Regions from separate parts of the Mus musculus genome. Here regions 2 and 3 are each linked to region 1. Evidence: chromatin contacts called from public promoter capture Hi-C data. All regions are on one chromosome and are shown on one strand. The core of a region is the stretch at or near the end of the contact, and the rest is flanking DNA. Distances in the headings are between cores, read along the strand shown. Region 1 holds the start of Fnbp4 (formin binding protein 4). Region 2 holds the start of Arfgap2 (ADP-ribosylation factor GTPase activating protein 2). Region 3 overlaps Ckap5 (cytoskeleton associated protein 5).

Region 1 (2,741 bases), core at 119-2,618:
AAGCTTCAACGACTTTTTATGAGAAATAATAAATTAGCAACATTTAACCATCCAACAACCCAGCTGCACACTTTTATCTTTCAACTTAATAAAAGATATTTTAAGGGAAAGGCAAAAACAACAACAAAAATCTCTACCTGTTGCCTTGACGGCTGTCGGTCTGGTGGTCATGACTGGTGTTGGAGGGTTCTGAACAACGTTGGGGACCTCCACCACCACTTCTTGTTCATCTGTATTTGGAATGCACAAAAGGAAGCTGCAGTCAGTCAGTGGGCCAGGGTCCAAAGCTTGACCTTCAGCCTGAATCAACTTATAAAACCAGCGTGTATCACTGATGCAAACTAAGAAGACAAAAAACAAGCTGATCTACCCTTCCATTCATTTAGTGGTAGCGACAGTAAGAACGTGAACACTATGAAAATGGCACCTGCAATACTTAACAATTAACATGCATAAATACTTCTGCACGTTTCCACACGTTATGTACATCCTATTAATCTGATTCTTAATGTTTGATACAGTATAGCTTCTCCGGCATCTACTCCATGCAATTGTTACCCTAAACCCAAACACAATTCCAGAAAAGCCCACACACAGGTTTTGTCACTTTCCCTTAAGTCTGGGGTTACCGATGCTTTGTCTAGCATAAGAAAAAAATATGGGTTTGTTCACTTCTAAAGAGTGGTGTCTCCATTTCAACAAAAACGAAACCAAGCGTGACAAGTAGAGAAGGCCAGGTTCAACCGCCTCAAGGCTCGCACGTGGAAATTGCCCTCCACCTTCTGCGTTATTAAGATCGAAGGGAGTCATCTAGGAGACATTTGGGGTCCCAAGCCTCGGTGGACGGCACAGGTTCCGGGGAGAAACCCCTGCACCGCAAAGGCGCCTCAGATGAGTCCGGGCCCGGCCTTCCGCCTCCCAGAGTCCCCGACCGCCGTCCCGCGGGCCCCAGATCGCTGGCAGCCGAGGTGTACCTCGCCCGCCAGGGTTTCTCTTCTTCACCGGGTCCGAAGAGACACCCGGGAACCTAGGCCGCAAGCCCCGTGCTCGAGTTTCAGACGTCCCAAATAAAAGCAGGGCTCCTCTCGCGCGCCCTTACCTTCTGAAGGCGAGTCCTCTGGGGCAGCGGAGGCAGGCACCGCGGGCGACGTCGCGGCCGCCGCCGTCGCTGCTGCCGGCGCTGACTGGCTTGTCGCCGCCGCAGTCGAATCTGCCTCGGGATCCGGATCGGGGTCGGGATCCCGGCCCGGGGTGCTGCTCCGAGGACCCGGTGGAGAGAGCTGCAGGATAGGCCTGCGGCCGGGTACCGCCCGGGACTTCTTCCCCATCATGAGCCGGAGCGCGAGCAGCGAACGACGGCAGATTAGTGGGGCGGGCGCACAGCGCCCCGGTGCGTAATCAATATTCATGAACCGTGGCACCGCCTCCCGAGGAGATCCGCTTTTAACCGGCGCGGTGCACTTGCGCATGCGGCCTGCGCCCCGGTGCTTTTACGCACGTTCCGCTCCATCCATGGTGGGTGGGCTTTGTTCAGGGAAAAGGCGATTGGCTGTTTTGACTTGAGACGGACTCGGTAGCCAATAGCAAAGGGAAAAGACAGGACTTCGCGCCAATAGTGCGGAAGGGCCCGCGGTGTGTGCGACTTCCTTAGACTGGGGTTGCACCATGCGCTGTTAGCCAAGTCTTTTCTTTAGGGCTTTGTCCGCCATCTTGTAGCTATTTTCAGCTGCTTATTGCTGTTTGTCTTTGAGGAAGATAAAGATACATTGCACCCTTCTGCAAGTTCTCTTGGTTATTGTAGCTTCTTTGGGGTATAGTATTAAACAATGATGATGCTGGGTGTTTATACATCGGTAGGCTTTTTCTGTTTTGTTTTGGTTTTGTTTTTGATTTTCGAGACAGGGTTTCTCTGTGTAGCCCTGGTTGTCCTGGAACTCACTTTGTAGACCAGGCTGGCCTGGAACTCAGAAATCCGCCTGCCTCTGCTTCCCAAGTGATGGGTTTACGGTAGGCTCTCTCCCCACTTTCTTGCTCCAGCCCCGCTCGCCCCAACCCAAAGGTTTATTTATTTATTAAATGTAAGTAAACTGTAGCTGTGATACACAAGAGGGTATCAGATCTCATTACAGATGGTTGTGAGCCACCATGTAGTTGCTCGGATTTGAACTCAGGACCTTTGGAAGAGCAGTCAGTGCTCTTAACCGCTGAGCCATTTCTCCAGCCCCAGTAGGCTCTTTAAAACGAAATACGACGTGATTAGTAGGGAAAATGACTGGACCTTGGAAACAGTCAAACTGTTCATATGGGATACCGAAGCCTTACCTCATCCTACTTCTGTAAACACTACTTTTTTGCCCTACCTCCAACTCCTCCACCTTGAGGCTGAGCTCTTTACATTTTGAGTCTTCCTTGTTCCCCATTCCTAGAGTCAGGTGACATCCTGAGTCATTAATGTTCTCCCCAGAGATAGTTACCACGCAAGATAATGCTGATTTTCTCCAGGACCCACTCCTTCCACCCATCCCTGATTGCTTCTAGACTAATGACAGCAGGCCAGAAGATGAGAAATAATGCCTAAAGATGGTGCACTGTACTCCTGGAGAGCTACTGAAGTGTTCTAATAACACTGGAAGTAGTTGTCATGGTTCATGTCTATAATTTCAGTGGAGACAGAGGTAGGAAGATTTCAAGTGAGTCTAGCCAGGTATGCATATTACCAGAGCTTACAAAGTGAGATCTTG
Region 2 (3,125 bases), core at 392-2,891, 520 kb before region 1:
AATTCCTCAAAAAACCCAAAAACCACCATGCCAGCCCCTCCCCGTAAGAGCAGGGAACAAGGTCTAGGGGACTGAAGAATGTATGTACTTCTCTGTTCAGCTATCCTCCCTCCAGGAGCCCACAAAACCCCAATGACTATGGAGACACTGCTACTGCCAGAGAGCACCTGTCTAGTTCAGTTTGTATTTCCTTTTTTTTTTCTTTTAATTAGGTATTTTCTTCATTTACATTTCAAATGCTATCCCAAAAGTCCCCCAAGCCCCCCCCCCCAGTTTGTATTTCATTAAGCCTCTTTGAAAGAAGCTGTTTAAATTTTTCTGAATTTAGAAAAGTGTGTGGCATGTTCCAGAGCTGCAAACTCTCGGAACAGAGAAACCAAACTCACTTTGAGAAATCAAGGAAAAGTTAAATACCCAGGCAGAAGGATGGGGGTGGAAGAAGGTAAAGGAACGTTACCGCATTGGCATTCCCGCCGACCTGCATACACCTCAGCTGCAACCAGCTCCAGTTCGAATCCAACTCTGTGGACCTGTGTACAAGGGCTGAGTGTCACCTTCCCTATCAAGACTAAACCTGTCATTCGGCCTCAGGCTTCTGTGGGTGTCCAGGAACCATCAGTCACTGTCCCATTTCCTCCTCTCTCCCCTGTATTTGAAATCATTGCGCTTCGCCTAATCCAAAGGGTACTAATTATTTCTGAAAAGGAGATCCGAAAGGAGGTCGACTTCTGAGAAATGCAGGCACGGGTTTGGCTCTTCTTAAAGTTTGGTCAAAGTCGCACTGGAGACCTACTGGGCCAATCTTTCTGCAATAACAAGGTCAATGCATCTAAGCTCTCCCCCAAACTGATGCTGAGTACCATGTTAACTGTGAAGAGAGAAGTCTACAGAGGTGGAACCCCCCGCCGCCCTCCGCCCGCAAGCCCCCGCTGTAGGCTACCAGAACTCCCGCCAGGAGAAATCCAAACATCAAATTCAGGAAGGTCCAAGTCCAGGCGCCCTCTCCCCGTCGCTGACCACGCACACAGCCCCCGTGGAGGCACAGCACCCTCACACAGAACCTACCTGATAAAGCTGAGATGGACACCCAAGGAGCGATGCACTCCGGAGCAGTCAATACACAAAAATACACCGTAAGTGATGCTGGCCCAACTAGGACTCTTGGCGCCACAATCGAAACAGGCCTAAGTGGAAAAGACGACAAGCGAACGGTTAGGGCCCAGAGTCGAGGCCCGGCGCTAGAAACCACAAGAAAGCCTCCAACCTCCGTCCTCGCCCTCCCTCAGACCCCAGGGGACAAGAGACGTCTTCTCCGCCGGCGTCAGGACCCGTACCCCGCCCGCTCAAGCACCTTGTTGGTGGGAATTGCGCGAAGTCTCTTAAAAATAGTCTGGATTTCGGTCTTGCTCGGGCTCGCCGCCATTTTCTCTCCTTCCCAGACACAACCGCGACCGACAGGTCCCGGCGCGGGCCAATCCTCGGCGGCGAAGGCAGGCTCACCGCGCCGGTCACGACAGGGCCCCGACCCGCCTACGAGTGGAGTGATTCGACCAGATCTGGGCCAATGAACGTCGGGCGGGGCTGAAACATGACGTTAGCAGCCGGGAGCTCCACCACGGGCCTGAGAGTGAACGCCGCGCTGCGCCTGGCCAATCCGCAGCCCGAGCGGGCGACGGCTCGTGGACTGGCCCAAACTTCCTCACGAGTTCCTGCTGGACCCGGGTACCCTACGTACCGCTCGACCACTGGCTGTAGGCGTCAGGCAGAGAGCCATGGTAACAGACTCTGTGATGGACGAGTAATGATTAACAATCTCCCAAGTGCTCATAGCCCCATCCGGAAGGCATTGGCAGGGCTCCAGCTCAGCTCACAATCCAGCAACTGGCCTAGAGCAGAGGCCAGCACACAACAACCTTGATCACCAAGTCCCTTCCAGTCCAGATTGCACTCCTGAAATTCCGGGGCAGATACCAGGAGGCAACTGCCTGCCCAATCCCAGTTCCATAACACATGGCACGCCCACGGGCCGACCCCGTGCCTCCCACCAGCAAGAGTAGGCTATCAAAAGACGCTCACAACACTTGATGGGGTTTTTATTCTTAATCAAATTTAATGCACACTACAAGTCACAAAAGAAGGTGCTGCCAGCCTCAAACTACATTCTCCCCAACCTCACCCCAGGAACTCCTAAACAGTTTAGGAGCTGGATCCTCCCACTCTGGGATGACCCAAATGTTCCCGAGGAGGCTCGGGCACCTCTCGACCCTCCATCATTCCAACCTCCAACTCTAGACACAGACCCCTGCCCTTCATGGGCCCTGAGACTTCCTCCTGTGGGAAAAGAGAGACAGCAGCAGCACATGGTTCAGGGCCTTCAGGTCCAGCAGTCCAGGAAGGGTTAAGCTCTGGCCCAGGTCAGAGAGACGCCTTGGTAGGGCTGTCAGGGCACTCAGGCGCCCACACATTCTACGTAATTGGCAGGGTACAGACCAATGCGGCCACTCTGCAGCTGGCCCTGGCACCAGCCCTGCTCATCCTCCTCGCTCATCTTCAGCAACTCTTCCCCTGAAGAAAGACAAAACAGTCATTGCCCAAAGCACTGGCTTTACTGGTCTCAAAACTAGGTCATGGACTGGGGGATGGAATAGCACAAGGGCCGACAAACTGGAGGATACCCAACTCAGACCAGGATAGGACACAGCCAGGAAAAGCCACCCAACCTTAGACCCCAGGGAGGCAACTGTCAGGCTGCAGCTGGACCCTGAGCAGCCTGTGAGGATGGAGTCCCTGGCTTTCTTCGTCTACAGCCCTGCTCTAGCAAGTAGGACGGGGGCTGAAGTGGGAAGGACCATGAAAGGGCCCAGCATACCTGCTCGGAAGCTCAGCTCATCAGCCTCCTGGCCAGCATAGTCATAAAGCGCCCGTACCCTCACCCCAGTGGCAACTTTCCGGGGACTCTCCTCATCTGACCAGTCCTCGTCCTGCCCGCTACTAGAGAGGGGAACACAAGGGGCACAACTCAGGGCACAAGACCCACTGTATCCAGTACTCAAGACAAAGGGCTTGGCTGCTTGGCGGCGGGCAGGGAGGAGCCAAGTGAACAGCCATCCTGCTGCCACTCACTA
Region 3 (3,048 bases), core at 153-2,652, 840 kb before region 1:
GTAAATAAGATCTCAAATATTGAGTAAACATTCTCTACGAAACGTGTCTGTGTGTCTTTTAAACCATTTCCTTGATCTAGCACTTAGCTTTGTCCTTTCTATCTCTAAGGAATATATTACTCTAGTTTAACTAGCAATATTTTCTTGTATTCTAATGTATATCTCCTACTTTCGATTTTTTTCATGAAATATATCCTAATTTATCATCCTGGCACAAATAAAGCGTTGAATTGTATATTATTGGCCATTGACTTTTCATATCAGAAAAAGACATTTTGCTGGGTGTGGTGGCACACACCTTCAGGCCCAGCACTGAGGAGCAGAGAGGTAGGCAGATCTCTCTGAGGTCTAGGTCAGTCTGATCTACATACTGAGTTTCAGAACAGTCAAGGGTTATATATAGATTCAAAGGAATTTAAAAGCTGGGCAGTGGTGGTGTATGCCTTTAATCCCAGCATTCAGGAAGCAGAGGTAAGCAAATCTCTTTTTGAAACAAAAATTCTTTTTAAACACAATGTTACAAAATTAGTTCATAAAGAGTCTACCTCTTGTTTAACAATATTTAAACAGGTAACAGTACTTTTTGTCACATTAATACTTCTCTAAAGGTAGGGGCTGTCACTGAAATTAACTTCTAAATAAGATTCCAATAAATATTAAATCTGAGTATACACCTGGATACAAGTGTTAGATAATGTAAAATTTCTAACTTCATAGCAAGTTCTATACCATTAACCAGAAGAAAATTGCTTTGATAAAGCAAGAAGTCTAGAATTCAAGTGGCTATAGATTATATATTATTGCCCACCCCAAACCCAAAGGCAGGGTCTCACTATGTAGCCCTGGCAGTACTGGAATTCACTCTGTAGACCAGGCTGGCCTTACACTCAGAGATCCACCTGTCTTTGCCTCTCAAGTGCTGAATGCACAACCACTGCCAAGCTATTACTGACTTTTAATATCAGGATTATCAGGTAGTTTTTTTATTTTAAAAAAAATGTAGGGGTTCAGATATAGGTCAGTGGTGGGTTAAGAGCTCAGCATGAGCCCTAAGTGTTATCAGTGTTATGCAGTCACGTTACTAAGCAGAATCTCAGGCAGGTTCAAGTACTGGCTATTTTACCTTGTAAAAAAAAAAAAATCACTAACCTCCCTGGTTTTATGTTGTTAAAGTAGATTAAGCTAGATGTTACCAACTCCTCTTCTAACTAGAATGTTCAATGATAGAAAGTAGCTGTGGAAACCTTAAAAACAGCATGGAATAATTCTTGAAAGCAGTATTTGAATTACAACATCTTTGTGGCATAAAAAAATAAATAATTATCACACCTTTAGTACATACTCTGACATGAGTACTTGGCAAATGTTTGCAGGAAAAGATGAGGAAATGAAATGAAAAGGTTATCAGGCTGGCTGTACTGTGAGTTCCTTCAGGTCATTGTCAAAGTTGTTACCTGGTATAGGCTGGGTTTTGGCTGGAGCCGACCCTCCCATTGGTTTGGACATGGCCTTAGCAGGTGCAGCAGGCTTGGATGGCATGTTAGCTTTGGCCTTTTCTAGCATGGCCAGTACTTGATCTTTAGAAGTTGGCTATAAGGACAAAGCAAATCAAAGTTGACATAAACAATACATTCATACTGAGATTACTACAAGTCTGCTACTAAAATGCTTGCGCTCCTACTTTTGATTCACCAATGAAGTAAAGGAGGCAGCACAAAGCACAAAAGAAGTAACATACATTATGAAGTCACATTTGAGTAACCACCATTCTAGAAGGTAATAATTTGCACTACTGTATGTCACCAGACTATACTGCTAAAACATGGTAGGTGGCATTTTTTGCCTACAATAAATTAATGTCTAGTATTTTCCTAATACCTTTTAACACTACTTATCAAGAAGAACTAGTACCTTTAGTTTCCCAGTAGCCTTAGCCATTTTTTCATATCCTAAATGCATCATAAAGAATGGCAAAGCATCTTGGGCCTTCTTCCGTACATCTCCATTTCGATCTTCTAGACAGGAATACAGATGAGGAACACAAAGGATAAGATCTGTAGGAGTGGAACGGAGTGTAGGTAGTTTCTCTGCCAGCCATCCCAGAAGCTGCCAAAAGGAAAAAAAAAAAAAAAAAAAAAAAAAAGACTAGTCAAGTATTTTAAGTGGGTAATTACTATTATTGATGTCAGACTTACTGATTGTTTACTAGTCTCAAACACTGTTTTTCCTTCAGCATGAGGACTGGAGCCCAGAGCCTGTGCATACAATGCACACATTCCATCCTGGGCTATACTTCTACCCTTAGATTAGATTTTTTTTTTACAATTATTATTTGGAGATGGGTGTGTCTATGTGGTTAGCAGATGATCTGTGGGGTCCCTTCATTCCTTCAAGTTATGAAAACCAGGGATCAAACTCCAGTCATCAAAGTTTGAGAGTAAGTATTCTATTCACTGAGCCATCTTCTGGTTCTGGTTTTTAGTTTTGTTTCTTTGAGATGGAGCCCCAGGTTAGCTTCTAACTCCTAAGTAGCCAAAGATGACCTTGCATTTCATTTTTAATTATTATTTTTAAATTGTGAGACAGTATCTCCAGTCTTCCCTGTCCTGAAACCTCTGATAGCCCTGCCTCTGCCTCACTTGCAATGGGACTATAGATGTGTACCACTGTACCTTGAACTTTTAAAAAAAGGCATGATTTCTCTTTGTAGCCATGGCTGTCCTAAACTTCCTCTGTAGAAGGTTCTCCCTCCCGAGTGCTGGGATTAAAGACACGCACCATCAGTTGACTAGTTTTTACTTAACCAATTCTGATTCTTGTGTAATGATACCCTACTGTAGTTTTTCTTTTTTTTTTTTTTTTTTTTTTCCCTTTTTTTGTTAATAGCCCATGTTCCCTTAAGCTGATAGCACTCTTCCTGAATCCTGGTCTGTATATACCACCATGCTCAATCTCAGGTCAATTTTTTTGTTTGTTTGGTTTTTGTTTTTTCGAGACAGGGTTTCTCTGTGTAGCCCTGGCTGTCCTGGAACTCACTCTGTAGACCAG

Evidence for each region. Promoter capture Hi-C pulls out the DNA fragments that hold promoters and counts their contacts. Capture Hi-C pulls out chosen DNA fragments and counts their contacts.
Region 2: a promoter capture Hi-C map of adipose tissue shows a contact between it and region 1, with 3 times the contacts expected there. The contact joins the promoter of Arfgap2 here to the promoter of Fnbp4 in region 1. A contact is called at or near these places in 8 of 39 promoter capture datasets (cranial neural crest, erythroid cells, fetal liver and 5 more), 1 of 484 Hi-C or Micro-C datasets (CD4 T cells), 1 of 115 datasets of contacts at active chromatin or transcription factors (memory CD8 T cells) and 2 of 9 other capture datasets (adipose tissue and liver).
Region 3: a promoter capture Hi-C map of cranial neural crest shows a contact between it and region 1. The contact joins the enhancer-like site here to the promoter of Fnbp4 in region 1. A contact is called at or near these places in 9 of 39 promoter capture datasets (the C10 cell line, cranial neural crest, frontonasal cranial neural crest and 6 more), 5 of 484 Hi-C or Micro-C datasets (embryonic stem cells, extraembryonic endoderm stem cells, germinal center B cells and 2 more), 7 of 115 datasets of contacts at active chromatin or transcription factors (astrocytes, bone marrow-derived macrophages, embryonic forebrain and 3 more) and 3 of 9 other capture datasets (adipose tissue, liver and macrophages).

What each region holds. Positions count from the first base shown.
Region 1 is chr2:90,744,185-90,746,925 of GRCm38.p6, reverse strand. Fnbp4 (formin binding protein 4) reads right to left here and starts at 1,368. Exons shown (of 17, transcript NM_018828.3): 1 at 1,100-1,368; 2 at 138-230. The coding sequence starts at 1,328.
Region 2 is chr2:91,263,631-91,266,755 of GRCm38.p6, reverse strand. It overlaps Arfgap2 (ADP-ribosylation factor GTPase activating protein 2), which reads right to left and starts at 1,641. Exons shown (of 16, transcript NM_023854.2): 1 at 1,352-1,641; 2 at 1,066-1,184; 3 at 458-530. The coding sequence starts at 1,423. It overlaps Pacsin3 (protein kinase C and casein kinase substrate in neurons 3), which reads right to left. Exons shown (of 11, transcript NM_001289678.1): 10 at 2,870-2,991; 11 at 2,076-2,565. The coding sequence ends at 2,450.
Region 3 is chr2:91,584,780-91,587,827 of GRCm38.p6, reverse strand. Ckap5 (cytoskeleton associated protein 5) reads right to left here. Exons shown (of 44, transcript NM_001165989.2): 25 at 1,912-2,106; 26 at 1,455-1,590. Among named protein-coding and RNA genes, the nearest start is that of Snord67, 9.8 kb to the left of the region's middle. Within about 2 kb of position 1,402, at least 1 of the 459 cell types and tissues checked has an H3K27ac peak or open chromatin away from gene starts, as enhancers often do.